Linked DNA regions of Mus musculus: all the other regions are linked to region 5. A link is a contact called in public Hi-C and HiChIP or PLAC-seq data. All regions are on one chromosome and are shown on one strand. The core of a region is the stretch at or near the end of the contact, and the rest is flanking DNA. Distances in the headings are between cores, read along the strand shown.

Region 1 (2,844 bases), core at 108-2,607, 430 kb before region 5:
CTTTCCTGCAGACCAAGTTTGCAGTTTTGGTCAGTAAAGAGCTGGTATATAACAGAAGCTCGCAAAGTAAATTCATTGGGAAGTGAATTCTATAAATGACACCCTTGTTTGCATTGGCTTTGAGTGCAAAAAGGTTAAAAAAAAAATAGGTGCTTCCTAGCTCTCACGTTAGAGGTCCTTTAGGAGCCTCACTGGTTTTCCCCCTAGCTCACATTTTAGGGGGTCCCTTAGGAGCCCTTCCTGGTTTCTTACTAGAGCTTACCAATCACTTCAGCACTTTTGGCCTTCTTCCCCATCCCACTGCTCAGACTGGGAGAGAAGGCGAATCCAGACAGAGCAGGGGTGGGAGAGGGTTGGGCATCTGGGCTCTTGAAGACAGCATGTGGTTCCCTTACCCACTGTGTTTACCAAGCAGATGAGTCAGTATTCAAATCAGCATTCCCTTCCATGTAGGTACACATGGGTGTCCCACCTTGAACCAAGCCGCTGAAGACAATCAGTCCCACGCAGCAAGGAGGGTGTTGGCCCCCTGCCCCCATCTAAATCTGGTAGACACCATGTGTGTCAGAGCCACCAGACCAATGAACAAACACAGACATACAGAAAAAAAAAACCTGTAAAAACAAAGGGGAGTAAGCTCCCCACCCTTTATGCACTTCACAGAGCATGCTCTGTAGTGCCAACTATGGGGAGAAGGAGAGACCTATTTCCTAGTCAGCTCCTTGGTACCTACTTTAGGGACCAGAGTCCTTGTTAGAACTCAGAGCACTTCCAGTTTAAAGGTCAACACATATTCTGTAAAGAGTCAGACATTAGATATTTTCAGCTTGTAGGTCAAATCTCTGTCACAATAACTCGTATCTGCTCTGAACTGATCATGGCTGTAGACAAGATGTAAATGGACAGGGGTAGCTATGTTCTAATAAAACTTTATTCATAAAAACAGGCGCTGGTAGTGCAGATCTCTGACTGTTCACTGATCCCTTATCTAGTCTGCACCTTCTCTGTGTAGAGGTGAATTCCCTCAGGGAATTATGCTGCTGTCCAAGACTGAATTTGCAAGGCTTCATGGTGGGAACAGAGCAGGCCCAAGAGCCAACAAAGTTGAAGGAAAGATGGCTACTTGGATAATTGGAGATTTTAAATAAGACTTTCACCCTACAAGAAGGGACTAACAATTGAATGGAAAATCACAGGTTAAACATCTCTGTTTGGGTCCAATCTGTCTAAGATGGGATACACAACTCATCTCGCACTGATGGAAGAAGGGGTTGTGGCTTTCCTAGTGTATGCTGCTCGTGGTCACTAATCAGCGAGACTCAGACACAGTCTAAGAGTGCCTCAGGAGAAGGGCTGTGGAAAGAAGCCAAAAGGAACTGGAAAGCCACTGCACTTGTCTGTGGACAATAGGAGAAGAAAGCAGCAAATTCGTTTTTTCCAGTCAGCAGTTTGTCTAATTGCACAGAAATGGTCAGGGAGGACAAGCCCTCTTGTCCGGCTGAGAACAGGTTGTTTTGGCTGTCAAGCATTTTCAAAACAAGTTTTCTTGGTCTCCTGACAGGCTGAGGCAAGAACAAGAAAATGAAGAAAGGAAGATCCCATGATCAAGCTTGCGGTTCACGTGGGCCGTCTCTGCCTGAACAGTCAAGTGTGCTTTCAGAACGTCCAGATAAAACTGGTCTTAGGGCTAATATCACCTTGCCAGTGACACTATTTAATGAAGTGATTCGTCTAAGAACTCTCTGGCAGCTGGATAATCAGTCTGGGAGGAATAAGAGGTCAAAGTCACTCTCAGGCACAAGGGTACTCGATTCTGCCCAAACCTAAACCTGCTTTGCTTTAATTCTCACCTCAGGTTACACAGAATCTTCCTGAAGCTGATGTTTAAAACTATCTTCTTTAAGGTGGATTTTTCCATTGCAACCACAGAACACTTGGTCAGGGTGGGGCAGAGAATGTAGCAAGGAAGTGTGCACCAGGCAGGCTAGGATCAGCCTGGTCTCAGGGAATCCACCATTCCCAGCAGCATGGTCTGTTAGGGCTTAGCCACTGCCTTCAAGAGAGGGATCCAAATACATAGCCTAGCGTGGTGTCTCAAAGGAGGGAGCACCGGCCCTAGGGAGGGCTTATCCTGCAATCCACAGAAACTATTCAGAAACAAGAGTGCCTGGAACTCTCAGATCCCCTGAATAATCACTAAGGGCCCAAAGCAGAAGACAGAAGAGATTCGGAACTGGGGCAGAGCGCCTCCTCCTGAACTGCCTTCTCTAGTCTCAGATTCTTGGTGCAGTGACCAGCCAGTCCATTAGCATCCCACATGGGGGATGAGGGTTGCTCTCTCAAATTCAGGAGGAACCCTGTAGAGGAGGCACTCATTGACTCTGAGGCTGGCTCTTCTTCAGTGAGATAAGTTACTAGGCCTCTGAGGCCTCTTCTACCAACTGTCTGCGAGAATGTTCTGAAAAGAAAAATCCTCCATGGAACTTTGAAGCCTGAGGCAGGCAGGTCTGAGCTGTGTTGTGTTTAGGGACACTGAGAGCTGGGAGGGATGTGCAGATCAGCATGTGACATTCCTCCTGCCTCTCCCACTCCCACTCCCACACAGTGGGGACTATCTGCACTGCTGGCTCTGCCCGAGGTCCTCTAGATAGAGCTTTTATTACCTGAGAGACAAGGAGAGTCGATCCTACTTTTAGATATGCAGGTTGCTCTAGCTAAGGACCTGGTTTGGATTGTCCTTCAGCACAGGAAGCCCTACTATGTTCAAGCTTTAGATAAACAGCATTTGACATTTTAGTGTCAATATGTCTTGCAAGGGGGATACTTTTATGAACTTATTTGTTA
Region 2 (2,972 bases), core at 142-2,641, 300 kb before region 5:
TGTAATTAGACATATAGGGTTTTTAATAATTATATTTCTGAGGTTTGTAAATGTTACTTTTGTTATTCTACTTACTCTCTATAAACTGACCCACTGTTCATTGGTTCCCTTCTTTATGACAAATCAGTTTCTATCTGTCTCTGTCTGTCTGTCTCTAGCCCCTCCCCGCTTCTCTCTTGGTTCTCAAGCTGGGCCAGAAACTGGAACTCATGACCCCTGGCCTTACCCTCCTGAGTTTGGAATTACAGGCATATGCCACCATATACTTTAGTGTTATGTTACTAGTGGGAATATTCAGTCGGAATTATTCACTTGCATTTATTCATGTAATCAGACTTAAGGAATTATATAAATAAAATCCAACTTTGCTACAAAGCTAGCCAATTCCTGAGGAGTTTAAGTTTTCCAGCATTCTACCCATGACCCCTTTCACTTTTCACTGCTATTGGCAATGAATCAGTTCAGACCTAACCTACAGAATACCAAATCTACACTCACACTCAGACTCTTTCCAAGTGTCATTATACATTTCCTCCTGTCTCTAGGACTTCCGCCTAGAAGGAGGTACTTTCAAGTCACTGAGAGAGATGGTGCATGCAAAGGGCCAACTGAAGCTGAACACAGAGCTAAAGAAACAAACCAGAGGCAGAGACACCACAGGCCTGACAACAGTGGGCTGGCATTGTGTAGCCCAGGACTTGAACTCGAGTGAACTGCAGCTGCAGGGATGACTCCCTGTGGAAACGTGCCCAGAGGAGAAGGATGCAGTCATGGCCATACCAGCTAGTGTGAAGCAGGGACAGAGACAACGGGAAACTATCACTCCTGCTGCAGAACTCAAGCAAGGGCCAGCAGCAAGAAAATTCACCTGGATACCACCCAAGTAGCTCAGCTACCCAAGGTAAAACCAGAAACAGACAGATCTAAATCTAAATGTGCTGTTTGGGGTTCTGCTCCTCTCTACTCTCCCAAAGGTGTCTTCTCTATGGTATTCACTATTTTGGTTAAAAGGGTATCTTACAAGTATAATCCCTCAGCAGCCTAGAACGTTGCCTCAGCACCTTAGTCCTGTTTCCTCTTCCTCATAACTGTCCATCCCAAGCCAGCACCCTCTACATAACCATATTTATAAATCACAATTTTTAAAAAAAGATTTTATTTATTATTATACACAAGTACACTGTAGCTGTTTTCAGATGCGCCAGAAGAGGGCTTCAGGTCTCATTATGGGTGGTTGTGAGTCACCATGTGGTTGCCGGGATTTGAAATCAGGACCTTTGGAAGAGCAGTCAGTGCTCTTACCCGCTGAGTCATCTCTCCAGCCCCCTATAAATCACAATGTTGAGTGTATCCATTTTTTTCAAGGCTCCTATAACTAAGTGCACACAGACTGAGTCACTGAACACAGAAGTGCACTTCCTGGTTTAGAGGTAAAGTGCTGGCTGCTGAGTCTCTTCTCAGCATGCTTTCATAGACTTCTCCCTCTGCCTCTCATCTTCCTTTTCTGGTAAGGACCCCAGCCCTACTGACTAAAACACTCCTAAACAACGTCAATTTAACTTAACATCCACTGAAAGGACCCATCTCCAATACAGTCACTTTCTGAGGTCTTGGGGATGGGACCAGAGCATATGGATTTTAAGCAAATACAACTGAGCCTATGACATTGAGTGTGTGACTCACTCATTTTAAACACATTGAGTGTGTGTTTAAAAGTTGTCATTGCTCGTACCTTCTCTTTTCTGAAAGATATATGTGTGTGTGTATATATGCATATATAATATATATGTATATTATATATATGAATGATTTTTAAGCCTTATTTGCAAAATAAGTGAGCTAGGCTGCTGCCCACCTTGAGTTCTCAGCTTTACCTTCATCATTTCTTATATCCTAGTTACTGGCCTCTCTGGACCATTTACCATTTTGCAAACACATCTTCCATATATGCTGTTCTATGTCTAGAATAAACACATGTCAAATAGTCTGGGAAGGTATTTTTGATGCCTGAGGCAGAGCCAATTACACTCTTGCCATTCTTCAAAGAACTTTGAACTCTACTATTATAGTGTGCATCACCTTGAATTGTAATTAATCCTTTATATGCCTTTCTCCCTCACTACAATGGGAATTCCTTGAAGGCCAAGACCACGTCTGGTTTTACTTATTGCTGACTCCTTTGTACCCAGAGCTGTACCTGGTACACAGCAGGAGCTAAATATATATGTGTATTTCTTGAACAAAGGAAATGAAAAAGTAAGTGAACACATGAACAAAAGAGAGACAGAAGAAAGGGTTTGACTTAGTATTTAATAGCTAGGACGGTGGCACGGAACGCACCGAACTTAAGCACAGGCTTCAGAGCGGCCTGGCTGCATAAAGTACTGACTGAGCCACAGGGAGAACAGATACAATGAAGGGATCTGGAGTTGTTTACTTGAAGGAAAGTCATAGAAGCAGATTATCTTTGGGGTAAGAAGGAAATGGGTTGAGAAAAAGCCTATAAACTTCTTGGAAGCCAGTGCACCAACACACATGTGACAAGGCGAGCTGAGCTGTACTCAGATCCAAGAACAAAAGGTTCCCAGTTTAAGCTATGGAAGGGTCCATTCCAGAGAGCAGCTGGGCAGAACTTCCTCACATGAAGACTTCTTAATGTATGGGAAAAAGAAAGAGCAAAACAAAACAAGCAAGAGCAGCAAAAGGGGATAATTAGTGTAAACAGTTTAAGGTTTCTTTTTCTTCCTTTTTTCTGTAATGCACTAGACAAACCCCAAGAAGAGGGGAAGCGTTGTGGGATAAACATCTGTTCACTGAAACCTGACAGAGCCCTTCACAGGCTCTGTGGCCTGTGCGTGTCCTTATGTGCCCGAGGTTGCTATTTGTGCTTCCATGGCCTGGACAGCTCAGAAAGTGGCCTGTAGCAGGCCAGAGCACACTTGCTCACTCCAGCAGGGCTGTGGGGGCAACTT
Region 3 (3,114 bases), core at 150-2,649, 480 kb before region 5:
ATTATTTTGATACAAGGTCTTGCCTTAGCCCAGGCTAGCCTAGAGAGATCACAGTAATTCCCCTGCCTTAGCCTCCCAAGTGATGGAATTACAGGTGCAAGTTGCCATACATGTTTGAACTTTATAAAAAATGAGGAAGTATTTCCTATGAGGAACTGGGGCTAGGTGGATGCAGGAATATCGTAGTCTGAGGGGATTTTAAGAAAGGAACTCTCCAAGACGAGGTCAAAGTTCCTACCAGGGGTGCCACTTGCTGAAGGGAGAGACAATTTCAGTCCAGATTGTAGTGGCCACAGAACTGGAGGTCAGGATGCTGGATGGGTAGGCGACTGGGGTCAAAAATCTCTGTAGCTGGAGGAAGAGAAGATGTCTGAGTTAATGCCAAAGCAAGAGGGTCATGATTGGAGGCCAGTGTGGGATGACAGGGGCCAGTGCTCAGGATGGCTGGGACTCCTGAGAGAGGACAGGTCTGCTGACTCTAAGCCTGGGACCAGTTCACGATGTGAAGTACTTAGTCCTTGCATAGAACAAGCCCGGCACTGCACGGTGTTTTGTTATTATTTGTAGGAAGCAATTAAATGTTCCTCCAGCAAAGTGAAAAGGCAGTTCTAGGTGGTAATTGCTTAGTTCTTGCACATGGACAGAACCCATTATCTTTTCTCCTTTCTTCCCTCCCCTTTTCTCCTTTCCAGGTCTTTGAATCAGCCTTGGGGGTAGCCAGATCCTGCCTGATATCTCAGTGGCTTACCAAATCAGCTGCTTGGCCTTGGGCAAACCTAGACCTCATTGTCTATGCAGTGGGTCAGTAATAAAACAATCATGGCAATCCCCACCAGTGCCTGGAGTCTAGGACCACTGAACGCCACAGGCTTGGTCACTGCTCCCAGGCTGAATGGATCCGAGGGGCAGAAAGGGGCAGAGAGCTGACCCAGCTGGAAACTGGATCCTCACGGCCAAAACAGGAACAGGCAGGAGGGGTGATGGGAGCAGTTTCCCACTCATCCTAGCAGGACCAGGAACACAGCCCAGACACTGGAGTTCAGAGACAGAGGAAAGCAGAAAGCTGAGGCCCTTGTCTGTGGTTAAGTGGGCAGTCTAGGCAGTTCCTCATTTAAAATGGGAACCAAGCAACCAGCCACTGCCACAGGCCTCATCCAACCCATTTCCGGCCATAGTCCTACTTGCAAAGGCCCCTGGTCACTGGTCTTTTCCAGGGTCTCGGCAGGGACTCCCCCATTTGGGAGTAGGGCCATCATTCCTCAAGGCACAGTGCTTGTGTTGGATGCTTATCCTAAAAACACCCCATCACTGAACTGGGGAGGGGCAGAGAGGGGAGCAGGAAGGGTGGGGCTGCCCACAGCAGAGGGGTTTGCCAGGCAGAGCTGCCCTTCTAGGACTCTAGAGGACAAGTAATACTGACAGTGATAATGCTATTCTCTCTGTGTCCGGCTCAGCATTCATGGTACAGCCAAGGAAACGGAAGTTCTGAGTGTTTAGCCTTTCTTTACCCGTAAGGGTGGTGGTGAGTGTCAGAACAGGATTGGAATCCAGGTCTCTGGAGCCCAGCACTTTGTGCTCAACATTCTTCCCATACAATCCACAAACAATCAGTGAACCCTGTACCCCTAGGTGCTGGGGTGAGGCCACGGAGAGTCAGGGGGCGTATATAAATGTAAGAATTGCATTTGGGAGATGCAGACTAGACCCAGGAACACTTGACCACTAACTATTGGGAGCCTCACGCAGTTCCCTTTAGGGGGCTTAGAGTCCCTGGTAGAAGATAGGCAGGCACACTGGTAAGAAAAGGAATCAATCAGAAAATGGAGGTATGAGGAATGGCCACATGCTTCCTCATTCTCTCAGTCCCCAAAGGTCTAGGCAAGCCCAATGTGGAGTACCACACCAGGCAGAGGCAAGCAGGATCCTCCCCCAGGGGATCTATCTGCTAGGTTCTGGATCTGAGAGAAGGAGGTGTTAAATTCTAAGCATCCGTAATCCTCCAGGTGTTATCTTTCCCCTTCTGGGCTAGTTCATTACCTAGGCATGTCATCTGTCTCTCCTCTGTCCCCTTGGGGGGTGGGGGTAGGGATGGGATGGGGAGGACAGACGCAGTGGCACAGATACATGGAGGTTAAGATGTCTGCCACATTGTTGGGGGAGTTCTCACTCACTCTCCCCTTTTCAGAGCAAGAGAGCCCCATGCCTTGCCCTGCCTCCCTGTTAAGCTGCCTTCCCATCCTTTTCCCGTTATCAGATAGGCCTCTGGCTTCCACACACTGCTCCTCCTTAAGTCCTTCCATAGACTTCCAAAGCGGAAAGGCCTCCACGGAAGCCACTCGCTTAACCAGCAGACGAGAATGACTCCTCGTCCCTTAGGAAGGGCATGATATGCCTGAGGTAAGAAAGCCAGTGCTGTATGACCATTTAGAAACCAGATATGATAAAATAGCTCCTGAGGGGGCTCTGCATGAACTCAGAGAACAAGGCAATTTTAGGGAAAACAATTAATAGAAAAACAGATCAGTTGACCTGGGCTGGATTACCACGAAAATTACCTTTGTAACTGCCTCCTCTTGGGGACTCAAATTTTCACTGCCAGTAATGGAAGAAGGAGGGCAAGAGAGGACCCAGTGGCCTCAGAGACAGGCCTACTTTATCTGTGCCCGGTCACTCTCCTAGTCCCCGTGTCTCTGTCAGCCTTTGCCTCTGGAACTCTCTGTTGGGGGAAGCCCTGTGTGGGAATCCAGATGCCCCTTTGAGAGAGGAATCTGGCTTTGTTGGGACTTTGCATTGTGCCCAGAGAAGGCCAACACTGTGGGGGTAGGGGTGGGGGTGGGGGTGGGGGTGAGGAGTATGTCCCACTTCCTGGCTCAACCACCTACTGTTGTTTGAACAACCAACTTCCTCTCTCTGGGCCTTGGTTCTCACCTGATAAGGCGGATAGGTCCGGCTTTCAGAAGGGCCAGGTCAGCTGCTGTCCCAGCCAGGGTTAGTGAAGCACACGTGTGTGAAGCACACGTGTCCAAAGTGTGTGGTGTGTGTACAGAGATCTTTATTGGAGCTTGAGATGTGTGGATACCAGGCCTAGAGGAAGAACTGCCCTGGGAATCAAAG
Region 4 (2,868 bases), core at 230-2,729, 380 kb before region 5:
TTTGAGACTGAGTCTCATTGTACACTTGTGATCCTAGCCCCTGAGCCTCCCAAGTGTGGGCATTACAGGTATGCACTATCATGTCTGTATGGTTTATATGTTCATTTGCCCCAAGAATGTGAGCCATTTCAGAGAAGATCCCAAGCATCCTGGCATCCCCATGGCTTAAAAATGCCTGAAGCACAAGAAGGTCAAATGACTGTGCAATGAGTAGACACCTTCGCAGGTCTACCTGGAGGCCACAGGGAAGAAGGAAGAAAGGGAGGGGTGGGGGAAGGCAAGGAAGGAGGAAGAAAAGGAGGCATAGAGCAAGGAAGAAGTAAGACAGCGTCTCTCCATCTATCTCAGTGCTGGATTTGAACTCGGGCCCTCATTCATAGTAGGCAGACACTCTGACTGATATTCCCAGCTCTCCATTTCTTGATAATATGATCATGTATCTAAAAATCCTAAGGAATCAACTAAAGCTCAACATAAAAGCAAAAATAACTGCCTTCTCTGAAAGCTCATGGTATTTAGAATATGCTAATCTGGAACTCACTATGTAGCCCAGGCTGACCTGAAACTCACATGGTCCACTAATATTTTTACAAAGATACTAAAGCAATTCAGTGGGGGAAATTGGGTCTTTTTGATCAATGTTTCTAGAATGAAAATTAAAAAAAAATATATACAAATCATGTCCCTCACTTCACACCATACATAAAGTTGAGGCAGAATACAGACCTGTATTCATGAATTAAAACTATGAACTTTCTACAAGGAAACAACTTAATTAGGGTGGGCTCTCTGCCTACCATGCTGCTACTGCTGCTCAAAGCTTGTCGAGGAGAAGTCTGGACTTCCAGTGATACCATCTCAAAAAAATTAATTTAATTTAGGAAAATTTGAATTGGATTAGGTGACTTAATTAAGCAGGATGCAAAAAAATGTTCTATAAAATTAAGAAGTGATAAAAAGAGACCTCATAAAAATTGTAAATGTAGTTTTTGGAAAGATGCAGTTAAACAAACAAACAAATAACAAATGGCTCTGTTAAAGTTTATAGAACACGTTACTGACAAATGGATCCCAGCCAAGTTTATAAAGAATTCTTAAGTCATAGATAGGGATAAGGCCCCATGGTATAGCATTTGCCCAACATGCTGGAGGCTCTGTGTTTGATTCCCAGGACAAGGGGAGGGGAGCTCAAAAACTGAAAAATGAGATAATAACATGCCAATTAAAAACAGAAAAAAGATTTCAACAGACCCTCCCATTTCCCACACACTCCCTCGGTGGTTAGCACACAGAGCACTCAGCAGCACTGCACATGAGGGATTGCATATTAAAAACCCCAGGACAGTCTCTCAGACCCCACTGTGGCTGCGATTAGAGACTGATGATAGCGAGAGCCGGAAGGCATGCGAAAGAACAGAAACCTCACGCTCTGTCGGGAAGACTGTAAAGAGTCACACTGCTTTACAGCATGGTGGTGGATGACTGAGTTAAACACACACTGGATGGGTGACTCAGCATTCCTACCCCACAGTTAACTAAGCAGAACTAAAAGCATTGTCAAAACAAAGATCTCCCTTAAATTACATCCAAGGAGCACTATTCGTAATCACCAGATACTGCAAAAAAACCAATATTCACTATCTGGGGTGGAATACTACTCAGTAACCAACAAGGACGCAACTCTAAAACACATAAGCCAACATGTACAGACCTCAAAACACACTATACAACAGAAAACAAGAAAAACATTATATCCGTGTGGTCCCACTATAAAGCAAATATTGTAAATTCTATAGTAGCAGAGCTGACAAATACATTCTGTAACTGCTAAAAATTCTATTCAAAGCTGACGTAAAGATTGAATGGCTCATAGTCTAAGTGAGGTAGCTAGTAACTCTCTGCAATGTCAGGTATTACATAGGGTAAGATCTTGCCTCTTTTAAGGGTGAATTGATACTCTTAACAGTTTCTTACCTCAGCAGATTTTCTTAACCATACTCTGAAAAGAAAAATAGAAGGTGATGTCCATAACTGAGGACCACCGCTTTTCTTTAGGGACACTTCCGAGATTCAGGGATCCTGTTTTGGATCCTGATCTGGACAAGCTAGCTGTAAAGACAATATGTCCGAGGGACTGGAGGGATGGCTCAGTGGTGGAGAGTGCTACTGATCTTCCACAGGATCTGGATTCAATTTTCAACACACGTCAGCAGCTTTACACTGTGTGTAACTCCAGACCCAGGGGATCCAGTACCCGTTGGACTCTGTGGTCACCTGCATGCATATAATGCACACAATCTCATGCACAAGAATAAACCTTGCAAAGAAGAAGGCATATCTGAGACCAACAGGGAAGCTTATAGGCAGACTGAGAATTACCTGACGTTAAAGAATTAGCTATAAGAATGTAGGATGCATTCCTTAGAAATCACCACTGTTAGAGATACACACAGATGCATACGGAAGTATTCATAGACGATACAAGAGATGTGGTTTACACTTGCTTCAAAATACTCCAGAGAATTCTAAAAGCAAATGACAAGGAGGTTTGGGAGAAGAGACAAGAGACAAAGCTGCAGTGCAGGTGTTGCACACACAAGGAGCCTGGGCGACTTCTGCTTTCACCTGTGCTTGTTACTTTCTCTATTGCTCGTGCACTGGGGCGTGATCTCACGTTCTTGCATGTGCTTGGCAAGTGTTCTACCATAAGCTATACAGACAGCTTACTTTTTACATTTTGAGATGGGACTCAGGTTGGTCTTGAATGTACATTGTACCGGATCCTTAGCATGGACTTGTGGGTCCTTCCAGCCTCAGACTCCTGATGTAGCTGGAATATAAGCTGGTACCACTAGGCCTTGCAGTGTT
Region 5 (2,810 bases), core at 291-2,790:
GGTGTGCAGGGCAGTCAAAAGGCAGGTGTGTGCGTCATAGACCTGAACATCTGCTTGCTTGTGTAGGAAAATATGACTGCACACTATAGGTTGTACTCTGTGCAACGATACTGTTAATGGTATAAACAAAGAGGTGTGTATGTGTATGAGTGTGTTTACATAATGTACTACAGTGGGTCTCAAGATTCTCCTACCCTCATCATCTCCGAGGACAGGATTGCAGGGATTGTGGTCACATGATACCATACCAGATTTTTAGTTAGGTATGGTGCCATAGACCTGTAATCCCAGCATTTGGGGAGTAGAAGTAGGAGGATTAGGAGTTTAAGGTCAGCCTCAGCTACGTATTGAGTTCAAGGCCAGCCTAAGCTATATAAGACCCTGAAGCAAGCAAGCAAACAAAAAACCTGTATTGAAATTCCATTTGACCCAGGAGATAGTGGTGCACGCCTTTAATCCCAGCATTTGGGAGGCAGAGGCAGACTAATCTCTGAGTTCAAGGCCAGCCTGGTCTATAGAGTGGGATTCAGGACAGCCAGGGCTACACAAAGAAACCCTAGTTGTGGGGGAGGTGAGAACTTCCATTTGTCCCCAGTCTGAACAGCTGCCCTTAAGAAATCAAACAACAGGGACCAGGGAGATCTGGAAAGTGGTTCTCACCAATGTATACTTTAAAAGCCAAGTGTGTGTTTGCAATGCTAGTCCTAGGAAGGCAGAAGCAGGCAAAGCCTTAGGGCTCACAGGCCAGCTTACTCCACCTGTGGGTGGCAGAGGACAACAAGATGGACATTTTGTGGGAAAAACAAACTTCATTCCGTTGGTCTCTGTGGTTTTCAAATGTTTTGGGATCCTGATTCACCTTATGACTGAAGCCAGTTCCCACAGAGTAAACCCAGCCATGGTAATAGAGGCAGAAGTGTAACAACCAAACTCCAAACACAAGTGGCTGCGTGTGTCTTTCGTAGGCTTGTGTACCTGCCTTCTGGTAATTCTCTCTTCAGCAGACAGGCACTGAGAACAGAAACCTACCTTCACTTAAATACCTGCTGGAATGTAATAATAAATATACTAAAAATGAATAGCATAGAATGCATATAAATAATGAGTAATAAATATCCATCGTTCAAATACCTCCCAGCACAATACTCAGGTAGTTTCCCTCTAATGCATACTTTAGAGACCAGCTCCCTTCTGACTGAAACAGGCTCCATATAACCATTCCTGTCAGAGACTGTGAGGCAGGGCATGCTGGATTTGGGTTGTGTAGACAGACCAGGTTCAAGCCATTGGCAGTGAATCACCCGCTCCACCTTTCAGCATAGCTAGAGTCTGCAAACAATTTTGCCCAGTCCCTTCACTGTCCTCACAGTGTAGACCTGGCTCAAGAGCAGGGGGTGAGGCAGTCACTGTGAGGAAGTGGGGACATTATAAATAACCCAGAAAGAAACCCTCTCCTAACAGCAACTGCTGCAGAGCTTGTGGCCTAACAGCTCAGGCGCAGAAAGGCCATGAATACAACATTGTGCAATGACTAATTACTCTAAGCCCTGTGCATGAGTAGAGGTGCGACCTGCGGCTGCTGCTCAGGCTATCAGATGCCTTTGCTGTGTGCTAATCCAACGGCTCCGTATGTTTAGCAGTTCTCAGAGAACAATGATAATAGTTCAAACAGAAGAAAGCAGCTGGTGGAGAGGAGCGCTGGGCAGAGACGGTCTCAGCAAAGCCTGTAGGATACCAAGTCATATTGGAGTAACTGGTTTCTGTCTAGAATGCTGGAGTCACAGGAAGAAAGACTGCTGACCACAGAAGGCAAGGCCAGTCTTTCTAGCCCAATGAGTCACTATCGGACACTTTGTTTTTAAGTGCCATTTATTCGCAGATATGTAAAGTTGTTTAAGCACAAAGCAGATTAACAGTGCAAGAAGAATAGGGCTTTTCTTCTTCTTTTAGCTTGCACTCAGGATTCCTTCCCTCCTTTCTGAATTATAGAATGAATTCATTTACCGCAGACATTTTTGGGCAAATAGAGGTCTTAGCCTATTTTCAGTCTCCATAAGCCATTTTTCTCCTTGGCTTCCTAGACTGCAGGCAACAGGCAAAACAGCTTTCCCCAAATTTCTACCCCCAGCACAGAGTGAGTTTCAGGTAGAAAGTGAAGCTAGAGAAGGGTTCTCAGAGATTGCTGAATATATGGTGTCCCTTTGGGCTCCAGCTTGGACTGGAAGTAGGGTGAGGGGCACGAAGGGGTACAGGGTTGTCTGCTGTGTATGTTATTGGATAAGTCTGCATTTTATATGAGATCTTTTGGATGCAAGTGTTACTTCAGACCACCCCATCAAGATGTTCCAGAATTGGTGTGACTGGCCAGAAAGAGGCCATCACTGACTGGTGAGGCTGAAAGAGAACCCCAATACACGGGCAGGCCCATGGGGAGCCAGCAAATGACCTCTGTCAATCCAGGAGCCATGTGTCACCAATCAGAGGGCAGCCAACCTGAACACCACAGCCCTGTACACGGGGAAACCTGAGAGCTCTCAGAGTACTGTATCCAGCAGGGGCTTCTCTTGGCTGTGACTCAATTTTAAATAAAATCCCAGTGATACGGTTGTTATTATCACCTGTTATCTTACAAATAAAGGCAGGGTACCAACAAGCGAAGAATCTAGAGCTTTTTGCTGCACAGTAGTTGAAGTATAATCAATGTAGTGAAAACAGGGAGACCAGTGTCCCCTTTAATCTCACCTCGGCCTCTTTGGGCCTGAGAACACTGGAGCATTAGCTCCCTTTGGTTTCACACTTGACCTCCCATT
Region 6 (3,077 bases), core at 266-2,765, 330 kb before region 5:
GACTCCCGAGATCTCTCAGACACTGAGCCACCAACCAGGCTGCATACACCAGCTGATATGAGGCCCCGGCACATATACAGCAGAGCACTGCTGGATCTGGACTCAATCAAAGAAGATGCACCTAACCCTCAAGAGACTTGAGGCCCCTGGAGTGGGGAGGCCTGGTGAGGTGTGGGTGTAGGGACATCCTCATGGAGATGAGGGTGGGTTATGGGACAGGGAGGGGCAGACAGAGAGGGGGATGAAGTCTGCACTGTAAAAAAGGATTAAAAAAATAAAAATAAAATTAAAAAAAGCCAAAGTAAAGATTATCACTAGATAAAATGTAGTTTGACAATGAATATTACTGTAACATACCATTAGAAAGGTAATTTCTAAGGTCTTTTTTAACTGCTCAGCTCAGCCACCATCACACCTTGGTGGGAACTCCCATCCCTAGTACACCAGAAAGTTACCAGAGTTCTTCCTGGTCCTTGAGTGTGCTGGGTTCCTAGGTCAAGCAACACTTCCAACTGCTGCCATTTATTATATTATAGTATTCTCTCTCCCTAGACGATGAACAGCTCAAGGATAGAAACATGTTCTCTTTGCAGTTCACTACAAGATTGGACTCTATTCTGGCACATAATAGATATTATACATCTAATTAGTAGAAGGTGCAAGAGTACTGAGACGGCCCAGAGAGGTCACCCCTGCCCAGGAAGCCTTGCACACTTTTCTTGTTCAACAAGTTAAATACTGAAGAGCTGGATGGACTTACAGAAAACCACAGTGCCTGTGAGCCCAGGGGTGCCACATTTATGGAGTTTGTCTTTTAGATACTACAGTGAGGGTCTGATTACCCCCAAGTATCTGTGGCCTCAGCTTTAAGACCTCTGTAATCTAAGCTCTGTCTGTCTACACACACACACACACACACACACACACACACACACTATACATGCACACATATGGATGTATATTTTGAGATTATTTTACTAAATAATTTTATCTAAAAAATAGTAGGGAAACAGACTCCCTCTTATACTCTCCACTGCAGGTAAAATGATTTCAGTCTGCAAGGTGTAACTTGATTCTGAAACCACTGCTTCCCAGTGTCAAGACACTCTAACAGCAGGCCAAATGCCTCTGAATGCATGTTCAGGAGAGCTGTGGGGAGTCAGGAGTGCTATGTGGCTGACCAAATGTATGACAGCTGCTCGGTGAGGACACATGGGATGAATGAATAAACCACGTGACAGCAGTACAGCCCCAGCACTTGCCTCATGTCTGCTACCCTGGTCGTCTCTCAGTGGGTAATGCTTCTAATTCAGTGACTAGAAACTTGAAAATGATTGCAATGTCCAGGCTGGCTCTTTGTCCCTGGGCTGCGCCTTCTAAACATCATGCAGAAGTCCAAAGTCTCTGGTACTGGCAGGGTTCCCACCTGCAGCTTGCAGGCCAGCAACCCTAGCAGATTACTACTGGTAATCAGGCCCTTCTCCACCCAACACTGTGACTACAGAAAACATTACCTCAGAGGTAAACATGGCAATCATCACCAGGCCCCACCCCACCTGAAAGGAATGATCAGGCGACGGGAGCAACACTGACTGTTGACTTCCTGCTATGGAGACAAACACCCACCTTACCAGACTTTAGCCACTAATGGATCTCTGAACTGCAGGAGTAGACAGTTGTGGATAACTGAGCTGGCCAAGTATATCAAAACACGATATTTTTAAAGGCTCCTGGGACCTAATTTGGCTACTCTGTACACTCTGGGCTAGTGGAGCCAGGACCAGTAAAGGCAGAGCTAGAGCCAGAAGCACCTGCCCGCCTCCAGGTGCTCGGAGGAAAGGCACCAAGAGTTCACCAGGAGAAAGAGGCATGCAGCCTGCAATCAGGTCATTGGGAAGGTAGGGCTGTGTGTGCTGGGTTACAGGTTGCTACTCAACCCTGGCTCCACTGGGCAATCTTGGGCCCCTGCCCATCTGGGCAGGTTTGTCAAATCCCATGTGGATATGCCTACACACACTGCCTCTTCTCTCAGGCTCTACATGAAATGACGATATATTCAGGGAAAACACATTTCCTTCCATTTGTGAAGAGAGAAAACTTAACAAAACCAAACCCAGCAGCAAACAACATCCTGAATCAGAGACATTACCAGTCGTCAGCAGTAGGTAAGAAATTCGTGCTAAATAAAGAACAATGCAGCAGTTTGACCTGGTTCACAGCCTATGCCACCAGACTTAAAATCCCTTGGAGATAACTAGAAATTTCACAAAAATCTCTATCTTTTATACACATCCTTGTACTTTAGTTTTCTTTTCAAGGATCTCCAAGTACCAAACTTACTGAGTAGCTGTCACAGCATGGTGTGACACTAAAGAGAGCTCTTGTTCAAGCACACTAAGCATTTCTGTTGTTCATGTTTTACTGGGCCTATAATAGTGAGTCAGTTTTGTTTTCTGAGCCATCTCATCTGTAAGTGTTCATGGAAGAGACTGATATAGGGTCAAGTCCTCAGATCTAGAGTCTGAAAGGTGCTTCAATCTCTTCTGCCACTCAGTGAGAGGTCACAGCACCCACTTCCCAGGAACAATGTGGAGCTGAAAACAAGATCCACGTGTAAGGCACTGAAGCCAGGGCTTGGCACACACAAACACTCAAGGAACGTCACCTGCTGTTCTCTCCCTCTCTGTAGTAGTCGTGGGGGTGGCTGTGGTGACAGCTGTACACAGAGTCAAGGAGTGTTGCAAGAGTGGAGTCAAACAGCAATGAAAGGATAAAGAACAATGGTAGTCTTACACAGGGCTTGAGTTAGGTAAGCGTGGAATTAAAAAGCCAGCATTGCCTCGTGTGTGCATTAGAAACTAATGGAACCTCTGAAAGCAATATGTCCAAAAGATGCCCCTTCATCTAGACTGAAAGATATTCCAAAGGGCACATGGCTAGGCAGGAAGCAGAGTGAGCAGCAGGTGGAATATTGATGGGCTTTAGCAGCGCTCAGCACACCAGCCCGGGTCACACTCACTGTCATCACTGACTTCAAGAACCCAGAAGACAGACTAAAGCTCAGAAATGATATGGCT

Evidence for each region. Hi-C and Micro-C count contacts between places; a contact is called where the count stands out from the background. HiChIP or PLAC-seq counts read pairs in DNA pulled down with a chosen protein or histone mark.
Region 1: a FOXA1 HiChIP or PLAC-seq map of pancreatic cancer cells shows a contact between it and region 5. The contact joins two enhancer-like sites. A contact is called at or near these places in 1 of 484 Hi-C or Micro-C datasets (bone marrow-derived macrophages), 7 of 115 datasets of contacts at active chromatin or transcription factors (acute myeloid leukemia, cardiomyocytes, embryonic stem cells and 2 more) and 3 of 9 other capture datasets (adipose tissue, embryonic stem cells and liver).
Region 2: a contact with region 5 is called in a FOXA1 HiChIP or PLAC-seq map of pancreatic cancer cells. The contact joins two enhancer-like sites. A contact is called at or near these places in 5 of 115 datasets of contacts at active chromatin or transcription factors (acute myeloid leukemia, epiblast stem cells, extraembryonic endoderm stem cells and 2 more) and 2 of 9 other capture datasets (adipose tissue and liver).
Region 3: a contact with region 5 is called in a Hi-C map of bone marrow-derived macrophages, with 20 read pairs. The contact joins two enhancer-like sites. A contact is called at or near these places in 1 of 484 Hi-C or Micro-C datasets (bone marrow-derived macrophages) and 6 of 115 datasets of contacts at active chromatin or transcription factors (the HPC-7 cell line, embryonic stem cells, epiblast stem cells and 2 more).
Region 4: a contact with region 5 is called in an HNF4G HiChIP or PLAC-seq map of pancreatic cancer cells. The contact joins two enhancer-like sites. A contact is called at or near these places in 1 of 39 promoter capture datasets (cranial neural crest), 1 of 484 Hi-C or Micro-C datasets (nephron progenitors), 4 of 115 datasets of contacts at active chromatin or transcription factors (the NIH/3T3 cell line, embryonic stem cells and pancreatic cancer cells) and 1 of 9 other capture datasets (pancreatic islet).
Region 6: a contact with region 5 is called in a FOXA1 HiChIP or PLAC-seq map of pancreatic cancer cells. The contact joins two enhancer-like sites. A contact is called at or near these places in 1 of 484 Hi-C or Micro-C datasets (myocytes), 5 of 115 datasets of contacts at active chromatin or transcription factors (acute myeloid leukemia, embryonic stem cells, extraembryonic endoderm stem cells and 2 more) and 2 of 9 other capture datasets (adipose tissue and liver).

The regions. Positions count from the first base shown.
Region 1 is chr5:32,068,529-32,071,372 of GRCm38.p6, reverse strand. The region is part of intron 11 of Babam2 (BRISC and BRCA1 A complex member 2); the gene reads right to left. Among named protein-coding and RNA genes, the nearest start is that of Gm40277, 20 kb to the left of the region's middle. Within about 2 kb of position 1,357, at least 43 of the 459 cell types and tissues checked have an H3K27ac peak or open chromatin away from gene starts, as enhancers often do. A contact at or near this core is called in pancreatic cancer cells, where this site is marked.
Region 2 is chr5:31,934,505-31,937,476 of GRCm38.p6, reverse strand. All of the region lies in intron 7 of Babam2 (BRISC and BRCA1 A complex member 2), which reads right to left. Among named protein-coding and RNA genes, the nearest start is that of Gm52770, 63 kb to the left of the region's middle. Within about 2 kb of position 1,391, at least 41 of the 459 cell types and tissues checked have an H3K27ac peak or open chromatin away from gene starts, as enhancers often do. A contact at or near this core is called in pancreatic cancer cells, where this site is marked.
Region 3 is chr5:32,110,691-32,113,804 of GRCm38.p6, reverse strand. No RefSeq gene overlaps it. Among named protein-coding and RNA genes, the nearest start is that of Gm36665, 8.8 kb to the left of the region's middle. Within about 2 kb of position 1,399, at least 75 of the 459 cell types and tissues checked have an H3K27ac peak or open chromatin away from gene starts, as enhancers often do. A contact at or near this core is called in bone marrow-derived macrophages, where this site is marked.
Region 4 is chr5:32,014,767-32,017,634 of GRCm38.p6, reverse strand. The region is part of intron 10 of Babam2 (BRISC and BRCA1 A complex member 2); the gene reads right to left. Among named protein-coding and RNA genes, the nearest start is that of Gm52770, 17 kb to the right of the region's middle. Within about 2 kb of position 1,479, at least 38 of the 459 cell types and tissues checked have an H3K27ac peak or open chromatin away from gene starts, as enhancers often do. A contact at or near this core is called in the NIH/3T3 cell line and pancreatic cancer cells, where this site is marked.
Region 5 is chr5:31,635,826-31,638,635 of GRCm38.p6, reverse strand. The region is part of intron 7 of Rbks (ribokinase); the gene reads left to right. The region is part of intron 2 of Gm38424 (a long non-coding RNA gene); the gene reads right to left. Among named protein-coding and RNA genes, the nearest start is that of Mrpl33, 23 kb to the right of the region's middle. Within about 2 kb of position 1,540, at least 95 of the 459 cell types and tissues checked have an H3K27ac peak or open chromatin away from gene starts, as enhancers often do. A contact at or near this core is called in the NIH/3T3 cell line, bone marrow-derived macrophages, myocytes and 1 more, where this site is marked.
Region 6 is chr5:31,966,554-31,969,630 of GRCm38.p6, reverse strand. All of the region lies in intron 7 of Babam2 (BRISC and BRCA1 A complex member 2), which reads right to left. Among named protein-coding and RNA genes, the nearest start is that of Gm52770, 31 kb to the left of the region's middle. Within about 2 kb of position 1,515, at least 67 of the 459 cell types and tissues checked have an H3K27ac peak or open chromatin away from gene starts, as enhancers often do. A contact at or near this core is called in myocytes and pancreatic cancer cells, where this site is marked.